3 separate regions of the Sus scrofa genome follow, and all the other regions are linked to region 3. The links are chromatin contacts, called in public promoter capture Hi-C maps. All regions are on one chromosome and are shown on one strand. The core of a region is the stretch at or near the end of the contact, and the rest is flanking DNA. Distances in the headings are between cores, read along the strand shown. Region 1 overlaps ZBTB20 (zinc finger and BTB domain-containing protein 20). Region 2 overlaps ZBTB20 (zinc finger and BTB domain-containing protein 20). Region 3 overlaps ZBTB20 (zinc finger and BTB domain-containing protein 20).

Region 1 (4,697 bases), core at 1,469-3,968, 190 kb before region 3:
AGGAAGAATAATAAAGTTGGAGAAACAGATGAAAAATGAGAAAAAGGGAAGAATTTGAGGTCAGGTTTGGAGATAAATGAGTGAGAAATAGAGTAAAAGAGACTCTATCCAAAGATCTAAAGAGTAAGAGGAGAAAGAAAAGAGAATGAAGAGGAGACTCAGATTAAAGATGGAAAATTAATTATAACTCCGAGATGAACATTTTACATAATGTAAGGACTCCTTGGCTTTAAAAAAATATTTTGAAATCTTTATAGCATTTAAAATGATTTATTTTATGCAACTTTTGACTTATTTTGTGCTGTGGAGAAATGAACTCTGAGCTTTAGGTCCAAATCCCAGATCTATCTCAAAATATACATCCTTGAGAAAATTACCATATAAGCTTCAGCTTTATGTATTTTCATATTTAAAATGATGGAGCCAGGCACATTCTCATCCACTTTTAAGAATCTATGCAGTGAACAATAGCACGTGGGATGGTCTTGTTGATGTACTGTCAGGATGCTTATTGAATGGAGTTGCTGAATTAGATTAGATTATACTAATGATCAAATTAAAAAAAAAACTTTAAAAAAGTTTCACATGCTTAGTCCCACCCAGATTAGTTAACAAGATTGCAGTCCCACTTTATAAAAAGTACTATGGCTACCATTGCCAAAAACATTTTTATTTAAATCTTCAACTAGAATTTTTCTTTTTTTCTTCTTTTTGGCTTGCCTGTGACATGTGAAAGTTCCCAGGCCAGGGATCAAAGCCCTGCCATAGCCGCAATCCAGTAACAATGTCAGAGCCTTAACCCACTGTGCCACAAGGGAACTCCTTCAACTGGAATTTTTGAGAGCTTATACTTGCAACTCTTTCTCTAAAGGTCTTATTCTTCAATTAACTGAAAGATAGCATTTCTGACTTTCTAATCCAGAAATTTAAAACTCCTGTTTAACCAAGAAAATGGAAATCAGTACATTCTTGGTTGCCCTTCTATTAATTTAAATTTGCATAACCTAATCAAAACTCAACCTGCCTTGCCCTTCAACAAAAAGCTATATTCTCTCCCATTACTAAATGGCTACATTCTTCTCAGTATTTTTTAAAAGATGAATTATATTGCTCTCCCATGACTTTTTCTTTAGAATATGTCCATGGAAATTAAAATGGGCTTTTCTGTGCCCAAGACTGAAATGAAAAATAGTCCAAAGGGCTGGTGGAAATGGACACAAAACTTTGCCAATATTATCAGTATTACAATTTTTGTTAAGCTTTTTTTCCCTAATAAAATGAAACTAAAGTCACTGATCCCCAAATAACTGTTTGATACTTTACCTACATCATTATTTTGTCTGCAGTCTAAGTATAGCCTAAGATTTCCTGTAAATCATTGGAAAATATTTTCTGAGGCTTTTCTATCCTTTTTTTGCAGAGATATTTATTTCTCCTATAATCATTTTACTATTTCAACAAATATTTGCTGAGCATAAAGAATGTGCCAAACACTTTGCTAGGTGCCTAGGTATGAACCATGTATATACATGGCCATTGGTCATTAAAATATCCCCAGAAAATGGATGGAGTAGGCATCTGTTTATTATTTTCTAAGCCAAAAATGGGTGAAAAGAGAAAGTCATTGGATGATCAGAATTGAAACCCCAAACTCTTGTTCCTTCCTTTGGATGACCTCCTGTGATTTTTTTCCATTCATCGTTTACAAACACACATTCAGGAAGGGTACAAGTCCCCTGCCTTGCTCTCTAGCTGGCTGCTAATGAAGAGAACTTCTGTTTCTTTTTCTCATTTTGATGACTGTTCTGAGCCACAGGAGGACACTCAGGTACGGGATGGTCCTTGTTCAACAGCAGAGTCAAATTCGTCCTTACTTTCTAGCCTCGGCTTTGGGAACTCATTGAATGGCATGGGAAGCCCCTGGAAGCCTCAGAGGACTAGGGATGTCAGTAGTCATCCAGATCAGAAGTCAAATTTGAAATGCCCTCTGTAAGCACAGTATAGGAAAGTATTTAAATTTTGTTTACAAGCATGTTCATCAGTTTAGAGTCTTTCCTCATTGTCCATTTCTATTTCATTTTCCTACATTGGGCTGTTCTGTTTAGCCAAATAATGTGTGGCATATATTCTTCCAAAGTAAAATAGTGACCCATTCAAAGATTTCTAAATGCTTTCTTCATGAATTTTTAAAGGAGATGGCAAAATTGACACATTTCTTTGTCCTGTTGATATCCCTGTGTATCTTTCAAATGATATTTTTGACTAGGTAAACTAGTTGGACCATAGCATGGGCTATCACAGATACTGATTCCCAAATGCATCAAGAGAATAACAAATAGGTGCATATGGAGAAGTCTGATGGTTTAGTGGAATTGCTTTCAAGTAATTTGACACATTAGTACTTTCAGACATTCACCTGCCAGTAATCCTCATTAGAAATAAGATTGGAATATTGGGGTCACTAGCTCAAGTCCATTTTTCTGAGACCTGAACAATAACAGAAAGTCAGAGCTAGAGGGAATAAGAATGAAACTATTCCAGGCAGTAGAATTGTTTCTGTAAATGAGCTCTTGCTCCCATCCATTTTTTTCCTCCTTTTTTCTCTCCCTGCTTGTCTCTCTCTCTCTTTTTTCCTCCCTCCCCCTCCTGCTCCTTTCTTTTCGGTGTTCTGAATTCATTAGATGGCATAGTGTAAATCAATAGTAAACGCTAACCGCCTACTCTGTACTCAGTTACGCAACATCACATAACCGGTACACAGAGACAAAAAGGGAAAAAGCACACACAGCCTTTACATTCAAAAGCTCTTGCATAATTTTACTTTTCCACAGCCAAAAAGAAAAAAAAAGGAAATAACAGATGGGGAAAACTTACAGTTTTTTTTTCCCTTTTCTCAGACTGTTGAGAAGGGAGTTAGCTAACATCCATGACCATTTCTAGTTGCCCTGGGCTGCAGCAAAACATCCCATAATTGTCAGTGCCTTAAATGGCTTTAAAACAGAATTTTGTGACCCTCCATGATGTGGTAAATTTTCCAGGTAATATAGGGCTAAAATTATTCTGAGGTGTTTAACTCTGACTTGGTTTTCACTTATTTTGTGAAAAATCAACAACATTTAAAGTATGAAATGAATTTTAAAATAGAAAGGATAAGGAAGACAGCTGTGTGTGTGTATGTGTGTGTTTTCATTTGAAATGTATCCTGATGTAATATTTATGTAAAAAGCTGGTTATATAAACCTGGGTTTTCTCTTGCTTTTTACTGTGGGGGCTGTATAAAGCTCTACTGTTTTTTTCTCATGACAAAGTACATTCAAACTCCAGAGGCTAAATGAAAGAGAAAACATCTAGATGCTACAGCAGAGACACTTAATTCAAACTCCCTATAGAATCCACCCCTTAAACAAGAGTTCCATTTAAGAATCTGTAGTTTCTGGAATTCTCATTTAAAACTTTCTGTCACACTATTCCCTGGAACACCTTTAAGTCTCGAGTGTATAATAAAAGTTCTTTTTTTTCACTCTTTCTCTCTTTGTAGCTCTTCACTTCTTTCCCACATTCACTTTTTCACTGCAGTAACTCCCTTCCCGAATGGCAACACAGTGAGATTTGTATGAAGTTTATCAGTCTTCCTTCCCTGTTATAATATTTTGTTTCACTTAACTGACTGAGGTCCTCTGGGAATCAAGCATTTGTCTGATGAGGGAAGTTGGAGAACTTTGGGGGGTTGTTTTGTTCTTCCTTTTTAGTTTCTGCCTATCAGATGGTTTTAAAATGGATACAAAGTGCTAGATAGCACAGCATTAAACATTGTGAGCTTTCTGCTAGAAGAAAATAGGATCAGGTATGTGAGGGGTAGTGTGGGGATAGCTCTGAGTGTTCTCAATGCAGAGAAAGGTGAGAGTGGGCAGGAGAGAGGGTGGATCAGAGTAGGAGCTCCTGAGGCTCTTCCTCTTCATATGTTTGGGATCAGTATCATTCTTTAGGTCTCGCTTTACTTCTAGATGGTATGGCCCTGTGAAATTGGTTCATTTGGTTTTTACTGAAGGTAGGAGGTGAGTTTTTTTCTTTACTTTATAAAAAAGATTCAGGCTATTTCCTAGTTTAACTTTCTCTTATGTGTTAGCTATTGAATTTGAGATTCCTTTTGTATGGAAAATTCTTGTGCAGAAAGATAAAAATCAAAGCCAGGAGCTTTTGGTCTGGTTTTTCAGGTTTTGTTGCCTTAATATGTGGCCCTCTGTTGGGACAACTGAATGAGATCATCAGGGTTATCATATATCTGTATGTATGATGACACTGGGACATCTTTTGTTGTCTTAATATGAATAATGATTAAGCTAGCATATGTTTTTTTAAAGTATTTTACAAATACATTTCCTTTCAGCTATTTTTTTTCTTGGAAGAACCTGTAGCTTAGATAAATTTGTTTGTGGAAAAATAATGAAAATTCGTCAGAATATTCTCGTCTTTAAGCAGGATATTCACACGTATATTCATATTTTTCCTGTGTCCCTATTCGTGAGTTATAGCTGAGTGTGGATTCCAATGGGCAGTTTTGGTTGTGTGTACCTGATTATCAAAATGAATTTTGCACCATGTAAAATGTTTCTTTATAATTAATTTTAATGTGATTAATTATCCGTAGCCAAGCACTTATTTTTGGTGTATGGTTCTGTATACAGGGAGTCATTTAG
Region 2 (4,238 bases), core at 1,043-3,542, 130 kb after region 3:
TCTGAACTCTTAACATTGTAGCCAGGAAAGGAATGAATATAACAATAGAGAGAGCCTTAAGACAGAACTTCTTGGTTAAAGGAGTCTGGACCTTCAAGAAATATGTTTGAGAAAGAGTCAGAAGAAATACTAGGTAAGACAAATTAATCATTCCTGTTGCTCAAATAATATTGTAGCAGTTAGTTATTAAATGCTTATTTTGGCCAGGTGGAAGAATTCCTAAGGGCAGAAATCCTGTCTCTCTTGTTCACTGCTGAATTCCTAGCACCTCACAGAGGAGTGCTTAGCCACAGTAGGTGCTCAGCAAATGTTTATATTGAATGAATAACTAGATGAATGAGTGTGGTAGGAAGAACTGGACAAAAGTGAGGGTGCGGTGTGTTTGTGAGCATTTCTCACATTTATAAAAGTAGCGATACTGATTTTTTACCTAATTGTTTTCATTCAGCAGACCTACAAAACAGAGTGCATCTCAGATACCCTCTGATTTTTATGCTAGGAAAACAGAATCACTTTTCTGTTGGATGTAGGCTGCTACATGTTTTGATTCTAGTAGCAATATGGCAGGGTTAAGGTCGACTTTGTAGGATAATCTGGTGCCTGTTTTTGATAGATATCATGAAAATAGACACTTATTTTCAAGATGCTCAAACAGATGATTAGATGAAAGCTCCAGCAAACCTTGAAACAACAAAAAAGGAAAGGTTTTCCCCACTCCGACTTCCCATCACTGTACTATCCTGCACAGTTTGCTGCAACCCTACACCCTCCTCCTTGTCTCACCCTTTTCCCTGGTCTAAGCTTTGCCTAGGGAATACAGCATGTGACTGCCAGTCTAGCAAGGAGACAGTTCTTGAGAAATCCTCCCACACCCAGTGCTCCCAAGCTCCCCTCAAGGGAATGGTGGGATGTGATCTGCAGAAGGCACAGCCTAGGGAAACAAGAGGTTGGCATAGAATCCTGGTGCCCTCCTGCTGGAAGGGCCCTCAAGAGAGTTCTTCACACCCACCCTCCCTCAACTAGCTGGACAGTAGAAAGATGTGTCGAATAACAAATTCCTGGCTGAATGCATAGTGGATTAAATGAACGAAGGATGAGTTCACCCCTCCAGAAGTCTCTGCCATCCCACTTGAATAGAAAGCTAACTTTGAAGCCACTCTGTTCTCCGTGGCACGATTTCGTACATAACTCAGCTTCGGAATATGGTTGCCATCTGCTGCCAGTGCACAGGACTAAGGAAGTATTAGAGAGGGTAGGGGAAGGACGGTAGAGAAGAAAAGAGACACTCAAAACAAGCTAATGATCTCCTTTGTGTTGGAATCTAGGTTTCAGAACATCAGTCTTGTACTTCAAGAACAAAACACCAGTGTGTCTTAGACCACACCAGGCGCCGGCACATCAGATAAGACCTGTGCTGTGTGGCTCAGCCACCGAGCCTCAAGAAGTTCTAAAAGTGAAATTAAAGGAGCAAACTGAGGAAACTGAAAAGAGAAAGGCTTTAGGGTAAAACACAATCAGGAGGGCTCTGCAGATATGTGTCTTAGGGTTACATTAGTTCAGAAATTAATCTGCTCATTAAAGAGCTGGCAAATGCTGTAAATCCCAGGAATTTAAGAATCTGTAGAAGAAAGGAGACACTTCTATACACTCTGAATACATGGTGATTCTTTAGAAGACACTCAGGGTGAAAGTGACCCAGCTATTATGCATTATTGGGGATTTAAACTGTTGATTAAGAGTTAGAAATGGCTGTACTAGAGGCATGGGTGGGTGGTCCTTTAGAAACAGAAAAGGCTGTCAAGCAAAGCCAAGTCAGCCAGAGAACATCTCGGAAAGGCAACGAAGGGCCCTCGGACCTTCCTAGTTTCCCTGATATCTGTATAAATTGTTAGCTATGGCACCGAATCATACTGCTAGTTTATATACTGAAATGATGTGAAATAATTATTCATCCGGGGATATACACTAGTGAAAAAAAAGTACAGTTAACTTTGCTTTTAAAAAGCAAGTTAAAGCTAGTTAAAGCAGGTATTGTTAATATCTTCAGCAGTTCTGTATTTCAAGTTTGAGAATTTGCAAGGTGGGGAGAAGGAAATCCTTTTGGCCCTGCAAGGAAATAATCTCATCCAAGATGTATATAATCTAAATTTAGAAGCACTGACAAACCTAAGCATGCAAAAAGTCACTTTAGGGAGAACGAAGTGATTGCCAAGCAGTATGTCACACACAGTGCCTTGGTGTGGCTGAAACAGTAAATATTTGTTGGCTCTGGGAGCTCTGGCCTTGACTTCTGTCTGCCATCAGGAACAAGTCATACAACTGTGACTCAACCATAATTAGAATATTAGTAATGCCTTAAATCTATCTTGCATACAGTTTCTCTTCTTCGGAATGCTTCGTGCCTTCACATTCTGTTTGTCCTGTAACATCCTTGTGAAGCACAGACATCTTTCTTTTGCACGTGGAATAACTGGTCCACAAAGGAATAACAATTCTTTGTCTTGAAATATGAAATGATTGATAACCATTATATGACACAGCTCATTGTATTATTTTTCACATTATTTCAGGTTCCCCAAGCAAAGGACATATTTTATCTTTCTCATTATTATTTTTAATTGGTTTTCAGAAAAGTTGAGATAAAAACAGAATTTAACAAATATCCCATGGAGATAGTTGATGTTCTCTTTTCTTTCAAGAATAAATTAAGACCTTCTCTGCTTCTCTCTCCTGGCTCTCTCGGCAAATAGTCAAAATCCCATGCCAATTTTCAAATGAATAAGGGTTCATTCTAATAACTGGCTCACAGTCCCCTCTACTAAGGAAACAGCCTTGTAAATTCATGTCTGGAACCTGCCGAAGTTACTTTTGGTTATAAACCTTAACAGTTTGACCTGAAGGTTTTTAAACATGACTAATATGTGACCTGGTTGTGAGTTCAGCAATAAATTTATACCCAGTATGTGAAAGGCCAAAGAGAAAACTAGAGCCTTTTATTCTCTCTGGTGACCTGCACTAAATATTGCATATTTACTTTGTAAATGAGGACACCCAGTGGCCACCAAGTGAAAAGATTCTAAACAATCCCTGACACTGTTTATGCAAATATAAATACCCCTTATCAAAGCTGATTGATAGATATCTCTGTAACATCTGTTACCAAGCAGTTTAGCTTCCCTAAGTTAGGCAAGAGTGGTAGGAATTTGGCCTGATCTTTTTTTTTCCTAATTTACTGTCAACTTTTATTTATTTATTTTTCATTTTATTGTAGTTGCCTTATAATGTGTTAATTTCTGCTGTACAGCAGAGTGATTCAGATATATCTGTATTATTTCTCATATTCTTTCACATTTTGGTTTCTCACACGATATTGAATATAGTTCTCTGTGCTCTACAGTTGGACCTTATTGTTTATCTATCCTATATACACCAATTTGCATCTGCTCATCCCAAACTCCCAATCCTCCCCGACACCTGCAGCCATTAGGTCTGTTCTCTATGTCTGTGAGTCTGTTCTGTTTTGCAGATATGTTCATTTGTGTTGTATTTTAGAGTCCACGTATAAGTGATGTCATATGATATTTGCCTTTTTCTTTCTGACTCACTGCTTAGTATGATTATCTGTAGGTCCATTCATGTTGAGTGAGTAGTATTGTGTGTGTGTGTGTGTGTGTGTACATACACATTTACATATACACCACATCTTTATCCATTCCTCTGCTGAGGGACATTTAAGTTATTTCCATGTCTTTGGCCTGATCTTTTTTTTTTTTTTTTTTTTTTTGCTTTTTAGGGCCACACCTGCTGCATATGGAGGTTCCCAGGCTAGGGGTCGAATCAGAGCTACAGCTGCTGGCCTACACCAGAGCCCCAGCAACGCCAGATCTGAGCTGCATCTGCAACCTGTGCCGCAGCGCACAGCAATGCCGGATCCTTAACCCACTGAGTGAGGCCAGGGATGGAACCCGCAACCTCATATTTCCTAGTCAGATTCGTTTCCGCTGAGCCATGACGGGAACACCGACTCGATCATTTTTATATCACATCACAGATTAGTCATCTCTTCTCACTTTGAGTTACAAGGTGTGGCTCATCTTTAAGTTCCAATGAATCTTCAATGATAGGAGGACTTAATGAGCTGTCTCTTGGGGGAAGTGGAAGCAGAGAGATGAGGACAGTATGGTATGTGTCCAAAATCATTAATGAAGGAGCACAGATTGTGGGAAATACAGTGAACA
Region 3 (4,460 bases), core at 578-3,077:
CTCACCCTATTTGAGAAACCAGGTTCTCTCTACAGCCGATTCAGATTCATTTTCAGAACAATACCTTTCTGTATTGAAAACTAAATGTTGAAAAGGCTGAAAATTCACTGCCTCGGTGACATTCCCTGTTCCCTGTGTGTGGTTTCCACTCGCATATTCCTCCATCGTTCCCTCTATCCCTCACTCTTTCTTTTACCCTGTGATGACCATCAAAGGTGCCTTACTGCCAGGGTTTTCTGCCTTCATTAAATTGCTAGTAGATTCCTACCCGGCTTATAGAAGCTAATACTGCAGCTTGGCTTAGTTTTGATTAATTATCTCATGCAGCCCTTTATTCAGTTTTCAGTCAACAAACATTTATGGAAAGCTAGTCATTATGCTTGGTTCTTGGAACACAAGATAAATAAGAACTACTCTCCGTTTTTAAGAAGCTTTCAGTCCAATAGGGGGATACATAGTAAATAAAGGCCATCCCACTTGAGAGGCACTGGAATGGAGGCACAAGCCAGAAGTAGCGAGGGGAACAAGAAAGGAATACCCACCTTCATGCAGGCGGTGCCCAAACTGGGCCTAAAACTCTCAAGAATGAATTGTAGTTTGCCAGATGGATGTGGGGGCGAGGAAAGAAAAGGGGGATCATAAGCAGGAAAAAAGCCAGAGCATTTACAAACTGAGGAGGTCAGCAGTCAGAGCTCCAGATCATGGCTGGAGCTTGGTGATTGAAAAGGAAGCCCAAGGGACAAGGATGGAACATGGGCAGGAGGCAGATCAAGGAGAACCTTGTACTGTGTGCCGTGCAAAGGGGTTTGGACTTGAAGTTACAGGCTTGGGGGGCTTTGAAGAATTTTATGTAGTTTATGTTTTCGAAAAAGAGCACTCTGGTGATGGTAGAGAAGGCTGACTCAGAAAGGGGGGACCAGGTCAAAGGTGAAAACTGAGGGTCTGAACTGTACAATGGGGGAGGAGAGGAGAGGGAGGCGATTGATAGTGCCGACATAGACCTAATGCCAGCCTGACTGGGCCGCTTGCGTAATCCTTGCCTTCTAGGATAAAGGCATATGTGTTGTGTGGGGACAGACCTCAGGCCAAAATACACTTTTATGGGACCTTCACTAGAGACCTCAATTTGAGTCTGACTTATTGGTCTCCAGAGATGTGTCTCCTTGTCCATGGGAGACTTGAAAGAGCGGCAGGCAGAGAAGGAGAGCACATTGATGGTGTCCTGCTTTTCTCTTTTTTCACCTGAAAATGAAACCATGTCTTAATAATGTCCCCCTAAAGTCAATCAGTGCCCCAGTTTCCTATCATTTTCCCATTGCTACCCTTTGCTGAGAAGTTCCAAGCCACTGAGCTGAATTGCAATTTATGCAGAGCTGGGTGTTGAAACAATTCAGAATGTTTGTTCCTTCTTTCGGAATTAGAGTTCACCATAAGTGTGCTTTTCTCTTGTTCACTTTGGGCTGCCAGGACAATTTAAAGGGCATTTTCAACAGCTTATGTTTCATGTACCGTGTTCCCTTTTGCAAACAGGAGGATATGTGTGGGTGTGTTTAAGTCTTCTCTGTATTACTTTCTGGAGAAAGGTTTGAGAAGATGAACAAGATAAGGAGTAGGGGCCTATTGAAAGCCCAGGTCCCCTCAGTGACCTGAGTGCAGAACGTAGGCTAGTGATCAGATGGTCAATTATGTGTTTGTCAAAACACAGTGGGCTGCATTCCAGACTGCCAGCTTTGGAGGCCCAACTTCTGCCAACCAAATGTCATCTGGGAACATGCAACACTGGGCACTGTGAAGGAGTTTGAAATAGACCATGCCACAGCCAACCTACTGCCAGTCTTATAGCACCAATATGGCATGCACAGCCGGGCCCCATGTTTCAGAGCTCAGGAATTCACTGTACTAAATTCAAGAGGTCAGATGGGTTCATGTTTTCAAAGCCTATGTTCTCTGCTTTGAACATTGTGACTTGCTCCTCAGCGATTTCCAAGTGATTTTTTTCCAGTCACATCTCTGAGGAAACCACTCTTTTGTGATGGTTATGAGAGCCTTGTAAATGTCCCAGAGGAGAGAGAAAAAATAAACTTGCTCTGACAATGACTGTGATTCTGACAGAGGGATTCCAACTCTTAGGAAATTACATTAAAGGTGCATAGCTTTTAAAATATCAGGAACCACCTTGGCAACTTATAAAAAGCAGAAGGGCTTTGCCTATTTTATAAAGTGATTTGCATATACCTGCATAAATAATGTCCCCACCTGTACTTTTATGCATTTAGGTTGAATAAATTAAATTCAGTGATCTTTAAAACATTCACTGTCGTTCATTGCTCAGATAGCATTTTCAGGACCCTTCCTCCTCATTCTTTTCCTTTAGTAGTAGTGGCTATTTTTTTCAATCTTTTGACTAATTCAGAGAATCAAAACACTCTGCAGACCAGTCTACCACAGCCAGGAGCCTTACGTCCCTCTGCTTGCATTTCTTCTAGCTTTTCTACCTATTAGACCATGCTTTCCGTATGCTTTTTGTAAGGGAAATGGAGGAGTATATTACTAAAATGAAAACACAGCGCATGATAGTATTGAGCTCTACTACCTATATGTATTCCTGACCTGCACTGATATACATCTCAGGGACACACTCACATTGCCCTTTATTTCATCAGCCACTGCCATCACCCCTTCAGGAACCATCCATCCACTAAGCCATATCAATTATAACTTGGTCCTTCAAATAAAAGCCTGATTAGTAAGTCAGCCTTAAGCATAGTCATCCTATAAGTTTTATTAAGCTCTTACTATATACAAAGAATTGTGGTTAGTGAAGAGTTAAAACATAAATCTAGGACACTTCCCTTGCTTACACTTAAGAAACTTAAAATTGAGTTAGAAAAAGAAGCCATACTGTTGAGTGTTCTATATGTATATAAGATAATTCCAAAAGGAATGATACAGTCCAATAAGTACTATAGGATTTCATTCATGAAAGAGAACCTTGAGGGCTGGAAAATTTGATGTAAACTGCTGTTTCACTAGGTCTTGAAAAATGGCTAGAAGGTAAAAAAAGATGAAGAGTAAAATAATGAATATCCCAAGCAAAACATAAACCTAAGTGTGGAAATCTTTAAAGGGGTACAATAAATAGTACTGTTTTTCTCCATTCAAATTCTAAACCCATTGAAAAATAAGACAAGAGAACTGACAGCTGAGGAACCAAAATTCTTACCAAAGGCTGGGTGGAAAGATAACTTAGTAGGAGAGGTTAAATGGGCTCGCTGACTCCCTTCCTTCCAAGGGAAAATTTGAATCTTCATAAGAACAACACTTCTCAAGTCACTAGCTCCCACTAGTCTAAGTAGTAAAGAAAGGAGAAAGACTAAATTCCTGCACTTAGAAATTTTGAGAGATGGGTTCCACGTAAATGAGAGACACAGAACAAGGGCTGCCTTAACAACAGGATGTGATTCTCCTCTATGGAGAAGTGTAAGGAATGAGGCAAGAGGCAAGGTGTGTTTAGAAAACTTCCTTAAATCCTAAGATCCACAGGCTGGGAAACAAGAGGAAGAAGTTCCCATTGAATGAGATGACAATGGGAACCAGAGCCAAGAAGCCAAATAAGGCTCTCATCTGCCTAAGGGGACATACCTGAGGCTGAAATCAATGGTCATGGAATTATATTAGAGATCTAAACTGAGGATTCTTTTGCACACTCTCAAAGTTACCAGAATCACAATCCCAGAAACAATCAAGAAATGAAGATAATAGACTGAAACCTACTTGAGAAAAAAATACCAAAACCCTTATTTTTAGTTAAATTAGTAGTAATAAGAAGAAATAACATTTGATGAGTGTTTGCCTTTCTTGATGTACCAGACAAAATACTTTTAATGGCTATCAGATTTAATCTTTTAAACTACTCTTATTACGTAATGGTGTTATCATCCTAATTTTGAAGACCAAATGGAGATTTAACATGTTTGAGTAATTTTTCCAGGAATGCCAAGGAAGTGATAGAGATAGAACTCAAATCCAAGACTATCTGTCTTAAAAGCCTCGGCCAAATTTCATTAAACACAGAATAGACATCTACTAAATGCTGAAGATAAAAAATAGTGAGCAAAACAGACATGGTCTCTGCTCTACAAAAGTTTATAGTCTAGAGGATGGAAGACAGATATTAATTAAATGGTCACTCAAACAAACTTAACAATTACAAACTCTGATTACTGTTGTGAAATAAAAGTACTGGCTTCTCTAAGAGCAAATATAAGAGGGAGATATAGGTGACTCTGAAAGTACAGGAGAAGCTTCCCTGAGGAAGTGACATTGAGCAGACATCTGAATATGAAAAATAAGAAGTGAGATTAGGTGGTGGATGATGTTTCCAGGCTGAGGAAACAGCATGTATGAAGGCCCTGAATATAGCTAAATAGAATGAGGTGAAAGGCACTACAGGTTGAGGT

What was found. Promoter capture Hi-C pulls out the DNA fragments that hold promoters and counts their contacts.
Region 1: a promoter capture Hi-C map of liver shows a contact between it and region 3, with 2.6 times the contacts expected there. The contact joins two enhancer-like sites. A contact is called at or near these places in 1 of 5 promoter capture datasets (liver) and 1 of 2 datasets of contacts at active chromatin or transcription factors (skeletal muscle).
Region 2: a promoter capture Hi-C map of liver shows a contact between it and region 3, with 2.8 times the contacts expected there. The contact joins two enhancer-like sites. A contact is called at or near these places in 1 of 5 promoter capture datasets (liver) and 1 of 2 datasets of contacts at active chromatin or transcription factors (skeletal muscle).

What each region holds. Positions count from the first base shown.
Region 1 is chr13:145,293,188-145,297,884 of Sscrofa11.1, forward strand. All of the region lies in intron 3 of ZBTB20 (zinc finger and BTB domain-containing protein 20), which reads left to right. Among named protein-coding and RNA genes, the nearest start is that of ZBTB20, 440 kb to the left of the region's middle. Within about 2 kb of position 2,719, at least 8 of the 83 cell types and tissues checked have an H3K27ac peak or open chromatin away from gene starts, as enhancers often do. A contact at or near this core is called in liver, where this site is marked.
Region 2 is chr13:145,614,644-145,618,881 of Sscrofa11.1, forward strand. The region is part of intron 8 of ZBTB20 (zinc finger and BTB domain-containing protein 20); the gene reads left to right. Among named protein-coding and RNA genes, the nearest start is that of DRD3, 150 kb to the right of the region's middle. Within about 2 kb of position 2,293, at least 21 of the 83 cell types and tissues checked have an H3K27ac peak or open chromatin away from gene starts, as enhancers often do. A contact at or near this core is called in liver and skeletal muscle, where this site is marked.
Region 3 is chr13:145,483,579-145,488,038 of Sscrofa11.1, forward strand. The region is part of intron 5 of ZBTB20 (zinc finger and BTB domain-containing protein 20); the gene reads left to right. Among named protein-coding and RNA genes, the nearest start is that of DRD3, 280 kb to the right of the region's middle. Within about 2 kb of position 1,828, at least 9 of the 83 cell types and tissues checked have an H3K27ac peak or open chromatin away from gene starts, as enhancers often do. A contact at or near this core is called in liver and skeletal muscle, where this site is marked.